Regions from separate parts of the Cyclopterus lumpus genome. Here region 1 is linked to region 2. The links are chromatin contacts, called in public Hi-C maps. All regions are on one chromosome and are shown on one strand. Each heading gives the region's core, a stretch centred on a gene start, on an enhancer-like site or on the middle of the called end of the contact. The rest is flanking DNA. Distances are from core to core; before and after follow the strand shown. Region 1 holds the start of zfhx4 (zinc finger homeobox protein 4). Region 2 holds the start of LOC117749760 (polyamine-modulated factor 1-binding protein 1-like).

Region 1 (6,940 bases), core at 2,763-5,262, 170 kb after region 2:
GAGCTCTTTTGTGCCTATTCCTCTGTCTCTTTCTCCCTCTCTTTCCGTGTTTTTACTCGCTGACACTCTCCCTATCGAGGGTATGTTAAAACAGTCTACTCTGCTCTGCTGCAAAAGCTGAATGTGTGTGTGTGTGGGGGGTGTTGGGGGCTGAGTGGGGGGAAATTCACACTGTGCTGCTGCTGCTGGACACGCACATATACATGCATACACACACGCACCAGATGGTACAGGAAGGAGGATTAAATAAACACACATGCAGACACACACCTATTCGCAGACAGACGCCGCTGTGTGCACTGTCCCTTAATGAATGTCTATGGGGAGTCAAAGGGTCCAAGCTCATTTAGTTGACTATCAATGAGATGCAGTATTATGACTATGGTAATACGCTCCTCCCTTCCCCAATAATCATACACAGGTCATTGTGTCAGAGTGATTCATTTCTATCATACACATATGCCAGATGTTATTACGCAGGAGAGTAAATCTCTGTCGATGGGGCTTCTATGCAAAAGAAGAGGCAAAAAGTGGAGGAGAAAGAGAAGAAGAAAAAATATATTGTTATAGCAGTCCAGCTTGTGGTAAGCTATACTGTTCGCTGAAGCGTGACGGCTGGTAATGCAGGTTTGGATGTAACTCTGTGTGTGTGTGTGTGTGTGTGTGTGTGTTTGAGGGGGGAGCTCCCCTTCACTAATACCTGCTACTCGGATTACCACAGCGTCTTAAGTATTCAACCGGACTCATATTTTCCCTTTCTGCCCTTTTAGTCAAATTGGCTGTCTTTACACTGTAAAGCAGCGATACAGCCCTCTTTACTAAGGGCCTATGGGGGATCCACGAAGACGAACATTAAAATGCAGCGATAGCCTTGTTGCAAAGCTCCTCTCTATTTCTTTCTCTCTCCCTCTCCCTTTCTGCAGCAGAGGCTTCTAAATCATCCAGCCTCCTCTATTAGACGGGAGACTTATTGAGGTAGAAACCATAAAAAATGAAGAAGGGAAATTTAATCCCTGAAATATTGATTTGCACATTAATATCAGATAGGCAGAGGGCAATCTAGCCGGGTGGAAATGACACATTGTCGACCCCTAGGAGAGGCCCGAGCCAATCTTCTTGCTGCATGTGTCTTGGGCCCAGGAGTTATAGGACAGACTCAGCCCCTGTCTCCCTCACTCTCCCCCTCTCCCATCTTCTCCTCCTCCCAGTACCCTCTCATCCCTCTCCCCCTCCACACTACCCCCCTCTATCTGCACCCTTAATGAAGGCTGCAATGCTGAAAATGCATTAGCTTTTAATAATCAAGGAGCATTTTCAAGCCAACAGCTATTGTCCTCCCAGGGCTGTCAGCCCATCTTTCACACTATATGTTTTTGTATCCATACCCTCGACTGCTACGGGTAAAATGAATGTTACAAGCTGCTTAACTAACATGCAGAGATATACACACCCAGCCTTTGATAGCACTGAGACACCACAGAAAAACAAAAACAAGGGGCCTGGGCTTATGCAAACATAAAGCTCAGAAATTCTCTCATTTGCAAGACAAGAAAGATAACATAGAGATTGTGTTATTATAGAGTGAGACAATACCGTCGTTAACTGATGAAATTCACTGCAATTAGACAGGATTATCTCCTCTCATAATTTCACTTTTTTGATTTTTTTAATCATAAGGCCTGGGCTGCATTTCTGTAAGGAAATCAGGGATTTTATGCAGATGCAATTAAATCATATGATTAAAAAGAAGATCCTTCCAGTCCCCTACAAAAAACATAATTGTTAATATTTTAGCAATCTGTAAAATTGATCAGATTTTAATCACAATTAATTGATAGAAATCAGGAATGTTTTTATCAAATTTTCTTTGTAAATTTAAACATCAGGTAAGGTATCCACATCCAGTAATAATAAATAGAAAATCATAATAATACCAATAATAATAGAATTTATGAATTCCCATTATTAAAACAGTGATACCCGGTACGTATTTGCGGTTGGAGATTCGACAGAAAACCCCGTATTTTGATTGAAAATGTAGGCTTACAGTCTGTCAATAAAAACCTGTACGCATTCAATAATCCAAACCAATAAAAAAGAATAACACATTCTGTTCGGGGATAAATACGCTCTGACATCCATATATATAAAAAGTCAGAAAAGCCGTGTATAAATACACCGTCCTGTAAAAAGGTCGTCTACCCTGTGCACCGTTCATTTGTCTCTCCACGCACACACACTCACTACACCGTTACATACCCGGGTTGGAGACTGACTGGCCCCCTTTGGCCCTGATGTTTTGTTTTTTCCTCCTGTGCGATCGATGTACCGCCCTGTCACTGTCGCGTCCCAATCTAAGCCAAGTCTACCTACCAAAAAAAAAAAAAAATTAAAAAAAAAAAAAACTGCCATCAGGGCGCAAAAATACCTGACAACTCCTACCTCTGCCATCTGGTTCCACTAAACAGATACAAACAACACCACCCGACAACTTAAAGAAGACGTTGCAACCCCGCGTCTCTGGAAATTAAGAAAGAGAGAGAGAATGAATTGAAGGGAATATTATAAACCCACCGACGCGAATGGGGACCGAGTCAAATGCAACTTATAGCCCATGGATGGAAGGTGGAAATAAAAAAACGTGTTCCTCTGAAAAAAATAACAACAGCGTATATGAGTTTTGCGATGCATTCTCTGGTTGTGTCACATGCCGGTGCGAAAGACAAAAAAAGACAGGAGGTGGCTGGCTCGAAAGGGACTCGCCGTGCTCTCAGCAGCCCGACGATCGGTCTCCCTCCTTGGGCGCCGCAGCCACCCACGCCTCGGCAAAGTGAGACTTCTTTTCGAGCGCTGCAGGTAAAGAGGACCGGCACACGGCTCCTTCTCTCGGAACGACCGTGAAACAAAATGTATTACTTCGACCCGTGAACTAGATGCACTTATTCACACGAAAGGGGTGGGGGGGGGGGTCGTGTCGGGAGACTTCGGCCGTGAATGCCTGGAAGGTGCATGGAACCCGATGTGCTCAAAACTGGCGCTGAGCGGAGCGGTGCATCCGCATTATCTCTTAAACATCTGAGGGCTGGGGACAGAACAAAATGAGTCGGCAGTGTGTGTTGGGTGGTGGGGTTGTGGGGGGGGTATGGGTGTGTGTGTGTGGGGGGGGGGGGGGCATCAAGCCGGAGTCCCCCAGCTGAAAGAGGACATGTCCGAGGGATCGCACTCCTGGAAAAAGGCAACACCACATCCGCACTGCAAAGCCACCAAGCCGGGGAGAAACGCTCGTCTCGTTACGGCTAACGTGGAGAGTGTTCAATGCATCTGTTCTGCCACGCAAATCTCCGGAACAATAGTATAAACTTTGCAAAAGACAGGAATGGACGTGATGAGCCACAGCAACAGCACGGACACATGCGTGAGAACGCCTCCGACCCTGTCAGCCGCTCGTTGTAGAGGCAAAGCTCCGGAGTGGCACTAACATCACGATATCCGCCTTTATTCTGGACTAAAAACACACAACACCTGTTATCCGAACAGCCCCGATGTCAAAGATCCACCAGCGAGATAGATAATCGATACCCGACCCCTATATTTAACACACACCCGAAACTACTCAATAAAAGTTAAAGGGAGAGGTGGAAAGGAAGGAAAAAAAACTTACTTTCTTCCCCCTCCAAAGCCGTCACCTCCGCTTCTCTCTTTGCTCTCGGGTTTTTAAAACAGTCACATCCAGCGGCTTGCGTAAGTGGACAATCAAAACGTGGAAAAACAGGGAAAATTACAATAATCCTCCAACTTTATATTGGGAAAAGGGGGTAAAACCACAAATGTCAAGCGTTTGGAGAGCTATCCCTTATTTTGGTTCCGGTGGCGGTGAAACGACGTGTCGACGGGCTGCCTCGCAGTATCTCTTGTGGACAGGGGTCGGGAAACGGAGGAAAGGAAATGAAAATCCGATATGTCTTTATTCTGCTAATTATTATCGTTTTAGCCCTGTTTAAAAAAATGGCTGATTAAGTTGAGTGCGCATGTCTTTGTGTGTCTATTTCCCGATATGCACTCTGGGAATGGGTAGAGAGACAGAGAGAGAGAGAGAGAGAGAGCGAATGAGAGAGAGAGAGAGAGAGAGAAAGAGAGAGGGAGGGTGGGAGAGAGAGAGAGAGAGGGAGGGAGCAAAAGAGAGACGGAGAGGGAGGGAGAGAGAGGAGAGAAGTGTAATTAGTGAGTTGATCAACAGTCTCCACATTGCAAATGACGCGCACACGGAGCCCTGGCGGCCGCAGAGGTCTATGCGGGCAGGACAAAAAAAAACAAAAACCTTTTCTATGGTTTCTCTCCAAAATGTAGAACAATGGACAACCGCTTCCTGCACACCAAACAGGCTGGACTCAGAATGACTTACAAGTACTTATAAATCATCTTTTTCTGCAAATGGTGTCGAAGCGCAACACAGTTCCCCTTTAATCCCAATTTAGAAAATACACGATTAGTATCTTGTTCTGCCCGCGATGCTCATTTATGTATTACATTGATTGTATTGATTATGGCACCACAGGTGATTTACTTTTTCTAAGATGCGCAGAAGGAAAGTCTTTGCGTATTCGCAGAAATTGTTCCATCAATATTAAAAAGTGACTTTCCATGAGTTTGGAACAATTTATTAAAATTAATGACTGAATATAGACTTTGTGGAATAACTCTTTTTTTGTTGTTGTAATTATCAGCAATGTGGCTGAAAAAAGGAACAAAAATCAACTTCGGGAGGGAATCAAAATCACAACAAAAGTATTGTCGCGCATCAAAACGGGCCTGCACACAGATTACAATGCATTTATAGGTAACATAATGCAGGAAACGCATTCACACACGTGAGCGAAGTCTGGTCTTTGTATTGTATTCTCTAATAATATAGTCGTTTTGTTTTTCTTGGATTGAGGATGCTGTATTCGATATGTTGCATACATGTCACATATTAACGTCCGAGGTTAAAAAAAACCAAAGCCACAAAGCATCATAGTAATCCACCACATATTGTACAGTCATCACTGCCCTTTCGGGACCGCTGAGGCCCCGTGTGGGTTCAATAGCACCACACTGCAAAATCCAATACAGGGTCACACAAAAATCCCCCTCTCTATTCAAAGCTCCATTCACTGGCGTTTACATTTAGTGTCGTTACAAAGTGCATCGCTCTGTTGGCCCTACATCCTGTCAATGCAAACCGTTTACTGTGTGTTTCCCCCCGGTCTCTTAATAGTGGCTTTTGGGCACGAAGAAGACTTTACAGTCTCAATCGGGGAGAAAATCAAGAGATCTTGGTCGCCTTCATGGGAAGAAGAAAAAAATCGAAGCTGGGGGTGAATTGAACTGCATGAGCCGGGGCTTGGGATGTGATGATAAGGCTGCTGCTGGCAAGTGAACTACTAGGTCTACTTTACAGCCACATTGACTGGACTGCACCCGCACCAACTGGATCCTTAAGAAGCCAAGAGATCCGAGTCCGACCCGACCCGCGGCTGTTTATTCTGAGTTTAAAGAGGTTACTGACAAAGGGGGTGGGTGGGTCGAGGTGAGGAACAGAGGCGTCACTTTTCACCCGGATCCAAGGCTCCTGCTGCTGCCGCTACTGCTGCAGCTACCTCCCTGTCCTCCAGGGGGGTTTTCTAGCCCGTCCGCCTTGGGAGGCGTCGCTCACAGACGGCTTGGAGAGTCCAGTCAACCCGCTGCTGCAGCGGACGCGCAAAAAAAGGTCCACCGGGGCCGCGCGTCGAGCTTCTCAAAGCTGTATGGAGTGGACCTATTTCTCCTTCGCGACATTATACACCTAAACGGAGCACTTTAGTAGCCATAAACCGGCGTGATTTGTCTTGTTGTATACGAGTAGATCTCCATTTCTCCGAAAGGATACTCATTGCCCTGTTTCTCTGGTTAAATGTGTGCTCGCTGCTGACGTTTTCAGCGGAGTTGCGTTTGCTATTTTATTGGTTTTCAAAGAGAAAAAGGAGAAAGTACAAAGCGGATTTAGAGAACTGTTATAGGCTACCGCTTATCTTAACCTCCTGCGTGCTGTAAATCCCCCCGGTGTGCACCCTCCCTCTCTCCCTGCAGACGAAGCTCTTTCTCTGGGGGACCGCTTGACAATAGACCGCGTTAACTAATATTTCACCCAATTTCCATATCAGCAGCATCCTCAGTTAATTATAGATTTGTATCTGTAAACTCCGGTCTGGTGTCGGTGTGTGACTGCTTTTGTGTGCGCGCTCGAGAGTGCGAGTATTTGTATTGTGTAAAGCAAATTAAATGTCGAAGTGGCATCACTAGAAACATTAACATCTTTTAATTATTGTGTAATTAAAGGGCATTTTGTTTTTATTTTATAATTCATCTAGTGACATATGAAAGGTAGCGTTGAACTATAGTGATCTGATGGCACTTCAGTGGATCAATAACTTTGAATCGTCCGGAGATCTATTGGCACAGCGAGAGATGCCCTGGGATGGAAGCATTGTTGGTCCATCGATATATTCTCCGAAAACAAACTGAAAACCTGAATTTATGTGACGTTAGATTATGTTATAATTTAAACAAATAATAATAATAACGTAGTCCGTCCTGGTGTTTACACCAAACGGTCACCTGGTCGGTGTTTCCAGCTACCTCGTTTGTCCTATGCGTCGGCGCCCTCGTGGGGCTGTGAGGCTGACCCCTCCGCCTCCTCAGGACACACTCACAAAAACAAGCAAAAAGCCCACAGCTCTGACCCGCAGGCTGCCACAGTGACCCACTGGTCAACTCTCGTCCAGCAAACACATGCACAAACAAGCGTCACAAAGGCCCATCAAACAGACAATAACAAGTTAAGTGTAACTCTTTCAACGCATGGCCAACATGAGACGCTGCCACTCACTTCAGGATAATTAAAACCATGAAAGAATGGACT
Region 2 (6,542 bases), core at 482-2,981:
TTTGACCATTAGTTTTTCACACATGTAAAAAATACCCAATACATTATGTATTGTTCAATATCTACCCCTCTCTCTATATACATCATTTGTTATTTTTTCAGTTAATGATTTAGGCAATTGACTACCAAAAACCTTGACCTATCACAAGTTATTAGATTCTACTTTTTTTCAGGCAGCAACTATCAATTTTTTTTATTATTGATAAATGTGCTGATTGTTTTCTCTGTCAATAAATTAATCACTTCATATTCTTTCCAACCCATAGTCCAAAACCCAAAAGTATTTATTTCTATTTAGTTTCTAGGGAAAACGTTCACATTTAAGAAGCTGGGATGTAAACTATTTGGCATTTTTACAACTTAAATAATTAATCAAAATTATTGCCAATTCATTTTTATTTTGTTTAATCAATCAACTGATTGGCAAATCATTTCAGCTTAAATTTGAGGTATTTTTGAGTTTTTTAACATCTTTAATAGAAAGAAAAGTAAAGTATTCATCATGTAATGATTCAAGAAAGTCAATCAATAGCGGTTTTGAGGCAAAAGCTTGGGGATTTTAATTAATTATCTTTTTCAAACCAATACATTTATATTTATATATATTTACATTCTAAAATGTATCCTCATAAATTATAGTGTCTCAATATATAGAATAATTTACTACATGTTTCAGCACTGAGCTTAAAACTAATAGAGTAACTCAGCGGTCGTAAAAGCGAAGGCAGAACGGCCGAAACAACAAGAGAGAATGCCTGATAGATTGGCCCATGGAGAGAACACAGGATAGGATGAACAGAGTGGAAAAGAGAAAGGAAAGGAAGAGAGGAGGCATCCTGTGGAGAAAGGAGGGGATTTCCCACAGCACAGATGGAAGCCATTAGTATGGTGTTGTTGCTTAAAAACCTTTCATGTCTTTGCAGTTATTAGATAATACTGGGTTAACAGTAAACAGCATGGTTCTGCAAATGGATATAATATGCAGACACAGCGATTGTTTTACCATTCACTACCTAAAATTGGTTTAAATGTAATAAAATGTAATAATTCATAATGTAACCTATAAAGTCTCCATGCAGAGTTTTTTTAAATTGTCGGTTGAGGATGAAAATGTTCCATGGCTCAACTTAACCATGAAACTCCCCATAGGAGGCCGTTGCAGTTTGGTCGTGTCGAAGCCAAAGCCACAACCACAACTATGTGCGCACAAACAGACGCACACAAACACACACTCCACTGGGTGATACATGCTTGCTGATGTCATCACCGCAGCTCTGGTGACACACGGGGGTCAACCGGGGGTCTCGCCTCTGAACTCTGAACTCCACGACCCAACAGCTGCTTACCCACCGTGTCACATCAATACACGTTTGGAGTTTTGTTAGATTCACTCGGGAACAGAAGTTCATTTTCCGCTGGGATATCCAAATCTTCAGAAATAATAAAAAGTTAGGCACTTTGCTTTGAAGACTCTCTTAAACAATGCACGTATTTAGAGCTTAGGGCGGTTCTGTTCAACACATGTTTAGTTATACAGCCTACTGTAAGCCGCATGCGAAAAAGCTAAATGTTTTTGATTACTGAGTTTACACAGGGGACCATGGGAAATAGGATAAGAGAGGAAGCTCCTTTCCCTCACTCCCTCTTTCCCTTTTTACCTTATTTTCTCCTCTGCTAGCTTTCCCTCATTCAGGCACCCCTCCATCCGCCTCGCCTCCTCTGCACGGGCTGCCAACTCCTCCACTGAGCAGGAGAGAGAGAGGAAAGACAGGGGCAGAAAAGTGTGAGGTGAAGAGCAACAGTTCACTTCAGCGGCTGCTGGTTAGGATTTATTGAAGAGTATTCAAATGGCCATTGGAAAGAAAAAAATATAGATTCTAACAGAGGTATGAAATTGTCGGATGTATTCATTTTGTTTTCTAATTCATTTGAAGAAAGAAATAAGGAACACAAGAACATGTATTTATATGTATATACAGTACCTTACATGCTGCAGCAGACCACGGTTTAAAGAATGATTGACACAACTCGAATACACAGAGGTGATTATTGATCCTCGTCAAGTTCAGCGTGAAAATATGAACTGCGAGCCGCCGTCAAAGCAAAACGAACTCCGCCGCAGACGAAAGCGCCGAATGCCTTTCAGAGGCAGAGAAGGTGGAAGTGAAAGTATTGCACCGCTCGCACTTAGACGAGGCAGCAGCCCTTTTGTTGAGACAAAAACGAGCGCTCCCCGACTCTGTCAATAGATGGCACTCTTCACCTTGAGCAAGCCGCGAGGGCTCCTACTATCTGACTGCATCCCTTCAATCACGTTCCTTTTTCCGCCGTCCCCTCCGTCTACATGCAATAAAACCCCATTGTCCTACACTTAGTAGTTTAGCACATTGAGCGGTTCCTTGGTTAGCTTTGCTTATGCAGGCCCTTCTCAGTTTGAATTTAAAATGTAGGATTTGACCCCCCCCCACCCCTGCTTTTCTTTTGTTCTTTATGCCGTTTTGCGAGTCAATGTTTCTTCATAGCTCTTGAAGCTTTTTCACTACATTCAGTATTCATTGAATATAACATAAACTGTCAGCCATCGGTGGTCAAGGCTAGTGAATATTGAGGAGGTGTGTGCGCTGAATATGTAGAGGTGCACTCCTGAGTATGTGCGTGTGTGTGTGTGTGTGTGTGTGCGTGTGTGTGTGTGTGAGCGTGTGTGTGTGTGCGTGCGTGTGTGTGTGTGTTGAATATTTACAGGACGGACCTTGACTTTGTGGGTGTGCAAGTGTATTTGTGTGCGAAATAGAAATAGAGAAATGTTTAGTGTATTGCTGTGATGCTTTTCGGGCCCCGCACCACACGGTGACGGTGGTGGTGGGACAGACTGAACAGGGAGAAGCTAAAAACCAATAGCAGAACGGAGGGAGAGGAGAAAAGAAAATCTACATTTATTAAAGCCATGATTCATTTATGATTTTGCAGCATCCAAACTGTTTAAACTGAAGCCCTAGGAAAATTGAAGCTGCAACTGGAATTGCTAAATATTTAACAATGCAAAAACACTCTTATTTGTGTGTGCATGCATCTCTACCGCGGCTATTTCACTAACTCTCAAGGTGAAAGTTTGTTCTGAATCTCAATAATCAATAAAGCAGAGACATGAAAACTAGAGTGTGAGATCAAATTCGCAATTAAAGCATTAGTTTTGAGGTGACCTCCGTGACACCTCCCACCAGTGGAGGCCACAGAGAGCAATTAGCTGCATAGATTGACCGTTTACATAAGCTCTCCTATTTGCACACACACGCGCGCACACACACACAGAAAATGAAGTGGAAGGTGAGACAGCTTTCTATATAAAAAAAAAATTAAGAAATATAAAGTAGGAAGCAGCAAACATACAGACATACAGCAGGAGTTTCAATAAGATGTGTGGTATATTTAGCTTAGTTTGATGACCAAATGCTGCCAAAATGTCCCACAATAAAAGAGGATCCGCAGAGGATTGTGGATTTCTCAGCAATCAATTTTTCTTAATAGCTTAAAATAGATTCTGCATTTCCACTCCATGGCTCTACTTAACTCCCTCTTTTTTGGTTTTCCATGAGCAGAAGTTGTGGATAGTACTTTTTTTCCCAAGTGAGCCGAGCCGATATTAGAACACTGACTGGTCACTTGCGCGAAAACCCGCCAAGCTACCGTCAATACTGACGGCAATTTGATTTGTATTCACTCTCTCCAGATCTTTTCTATGCCATACATTTGACTTTGGTTTGGTTGCCAATGGAAGGATTCAGCGGATGTTGCGTTGAAGACGATGTCAGGCTGTTTCACAGCGATCAGGTGAGAATCTGGCCTACACTGAGTGGGTACTATCGGCAGTGGAATACAAAATAGAGAGAAGGACCTGGTACCAAGGGTGAGTGAAATCGAGCCGAACCACGCAGTGGGTCTTTTACTTTCTCAACCCTTTAACACGGGCTTCACAATTTAAGGTATGACATTAGTTCATAATCTAATCTCTCCTTCTCAATGCCTTCAAAAGGGCTTCGAAGCCCATCATACAGCATCAGTTTATAATCACACATCTGCAGTCAGATTACCCCGCTCTCATAGCTAACCTTTAACATGAGAGGGACGAGAACCCGGCTAACCCGGAATCAGTGGTTGGAGCTGGGCTGGGCCCTGCCCGCCCCTCATAAAAGCTTCATAAGGCTTCATAAGGGCTTCCTTTGGCTTTGTTGGGGGATTCGTAGCGGGCTAAGGTGCTCCCGAGAGACGTCCCAAAGCCTCCCTAGACTCACTCCCTCTCTTTCTGAAGTTTCATGGGCTTGCAACACTGCTTTTGGGTATAAGCCAAAAGGTGCAGGCGCACAGCCGCACACAGTCACGCACACAAATACACCAGGAGAAGAAAAAAATAAAAATAAATCATATGCACACAACAGTGAACACTAACAAAGACAAAGAGCAACACACACTCCCATAGCATCTCAAACTCACACACACATTCACCCCAACACACTCCCCTCTTGCTCTCTCCTCGCTTTATTTACAATCCTCTGGCAGCGGTACAAGGGCCCGGGGCTATAACACACGGCACCTAATGCTCAAACTGCCAGGTAATCTCATGTCTGACATCCCCCTTTGATAGAAACTGATCAATAGACTCTTGTAAAGGAGTCATTTTCTCTGATGTTTCTACCAACCACTTCTCTCTATATCGCTATCTCTCTCTCTCTCTCTCTCTCGTTCTCTTTCCCCACTTCTCTTTTATTAGCCATACATTTATAATTCATATTTCACCGGGGCCAAGTTTGCTCTGAGACAAAAGGGGGTCTTCTTTGTGTAATAAAGAACAATGGTGGTGAAATGATGGGGAGAAATGTCGGTGTTTGCTGCTGGTTCCGGTGAACAACAGTTTTGGGGATCGATAGAGTGTGAAATGGGATTATAGCTAGTAATAGAGGTGAATTGGAGGAGAGAGGCATGTGCACGTGTGCGTCCAGGGATCCAGATTGGATAGCAGCACACACACACACACACACACACACACACACACACACACACAATAATGATTTCATCATCTTTAGGCAGATGCACATCAGCAGCACAGAGGGGTGGTAATATCACATTTCTGTTTTTGTGGAAGTGTGGAAATATGGATATTGTGTTTTTGTTTATGCTGTTATTTCATTTGTGGTCACACAGCATCACATTTATTTCACATTACAGACAACCTTACAACACATCTTATTTACGATGGAAGATGACTCCATCAGCCATATTTGAATATTTTAAACATCCATCCTTGCTTGATTTTCATAGGAAGGTCCTATAAAAAAATGAAATGTCCCAAACAATTAACCAGCCATTTAGATTATAAATCATACCGTTTTCTGTGAATCTGATTATTAACACAATCTTAGTAACACAACTTTTCTATTTGTTGTCTGAATATATTTTAAAAAACCAAGCCACAAATTAGTTCAAATGAGCCACATATACAATAGTGTGTGATTTACTCTCTGGACCGACTATTTAGTAAGAAACATAATATCTAGTGAAGTGGGAAAATGCATGCAGTTAGAGACTGACGTTTAATTTGACACAAACAGTCATGTGCCAGGTTTAAGGACTTTTTTCTCCGCTTTTTAATCACCCTTTTCTTTCCTGACTCTCTGGCCACAGTCTGATTGAATCCAGCTGCCTTCAGCTGCTTCATTCTCATCCATTTGACACTTCTCTGGTTCCCAACGCATCCTCCCATTCTCCGGTTCTTTTCGCCCCGTGGACATTCCCTCTAGCTGGCCACAGAGACCTTTTATTATAATATTCATTACATCCCAAATGCAGTACAGTTATGTATATGGCCAGTTAAACGTGTCATGCAACACCCGTCTCACAGCACCAAACAACTTTACAAGTAGAAATAAACCATAGAGACCATAAAAAAAAAAAGAATTCTATAATAATTTAATCATCTGCTGTAAAAAACTAATTTCCCAGACTACCAAAAGAAGAGAGACAAATAACTGCACAAACATTATAACAGAAGTAAGTACTGAAATATGTTGTTTTGATTATTATATCTTCATTATTTTACAGTATGCCTTTTTGTGTTTGTCTACAGTCTAACAATCTGTTCTTTTTCAGTCTACTCTATCCTAGACCTGATCTACTGTGATCAATCATCTCCACTCAAGATGTAGTTTTATAATAAGGAAAGAACCTCAATAAGTGCTTCATGTTCATAAAAAAGGCCTTTTGTCCACAACAGTAATTTCTCAAGCTGACTCCTCACCCAATCTATTCAGGCTACTGCTATACCCAGGTAAACAATGCCCCCTTTGTTATAATAATGCACCTTTATTTTTCTTAAGTCATTACAATAGGCTCTACGTTGCTGGATTGTATTTGCTAAAGGTAAAAGCAGAATAATATGTGGTTTTGTGTGGAGCGTAGAGTTGAGGGAATGGGTTTTGATCACAGACAAAGGCCAAGCTACACAGCGTTGTCCTTCTGTCTCTATCTTGTTAATGAGCAGTGTTCACCGAG

The links. A called contact is a pair of places that touch in the nucleus more often than the background predicts.
Region 1: a Hi-C map of muscle shows a contact between it and region 2, with 2.4 times the contacts expected there. The contact joins the promoter of zfhx4 here to the promoter of LOC117749760 in region 2. A contact is called at or near these places in 2 of 2 Hi-C or Micro-C datasets (both in muscle).

The regions. Positions count from the first base shown.
Region 1 is chr20:11,941,949-11,948,888 of fCycLum1.pri, forward strand. It overlaps zfhx4 (zinc finger homeobox protein 4), which reads right to left and starts at 4,013. Exons shown (of 14, transcript XM_034560302.1): 1 at 3,662-4,013.
Region 2 is chr20:11,774,658-11,781,199 of fCycLum1.pri, forward strand. It overlaps LOC117749760 (polyamine-modulated factor 1-binding protein 1-like), which reads right to left and starts at 1,732. Exons shown (of 8, transcript XM_034560498.1): 1 at 1,658-1,732. The coding sequence starts at 1,704.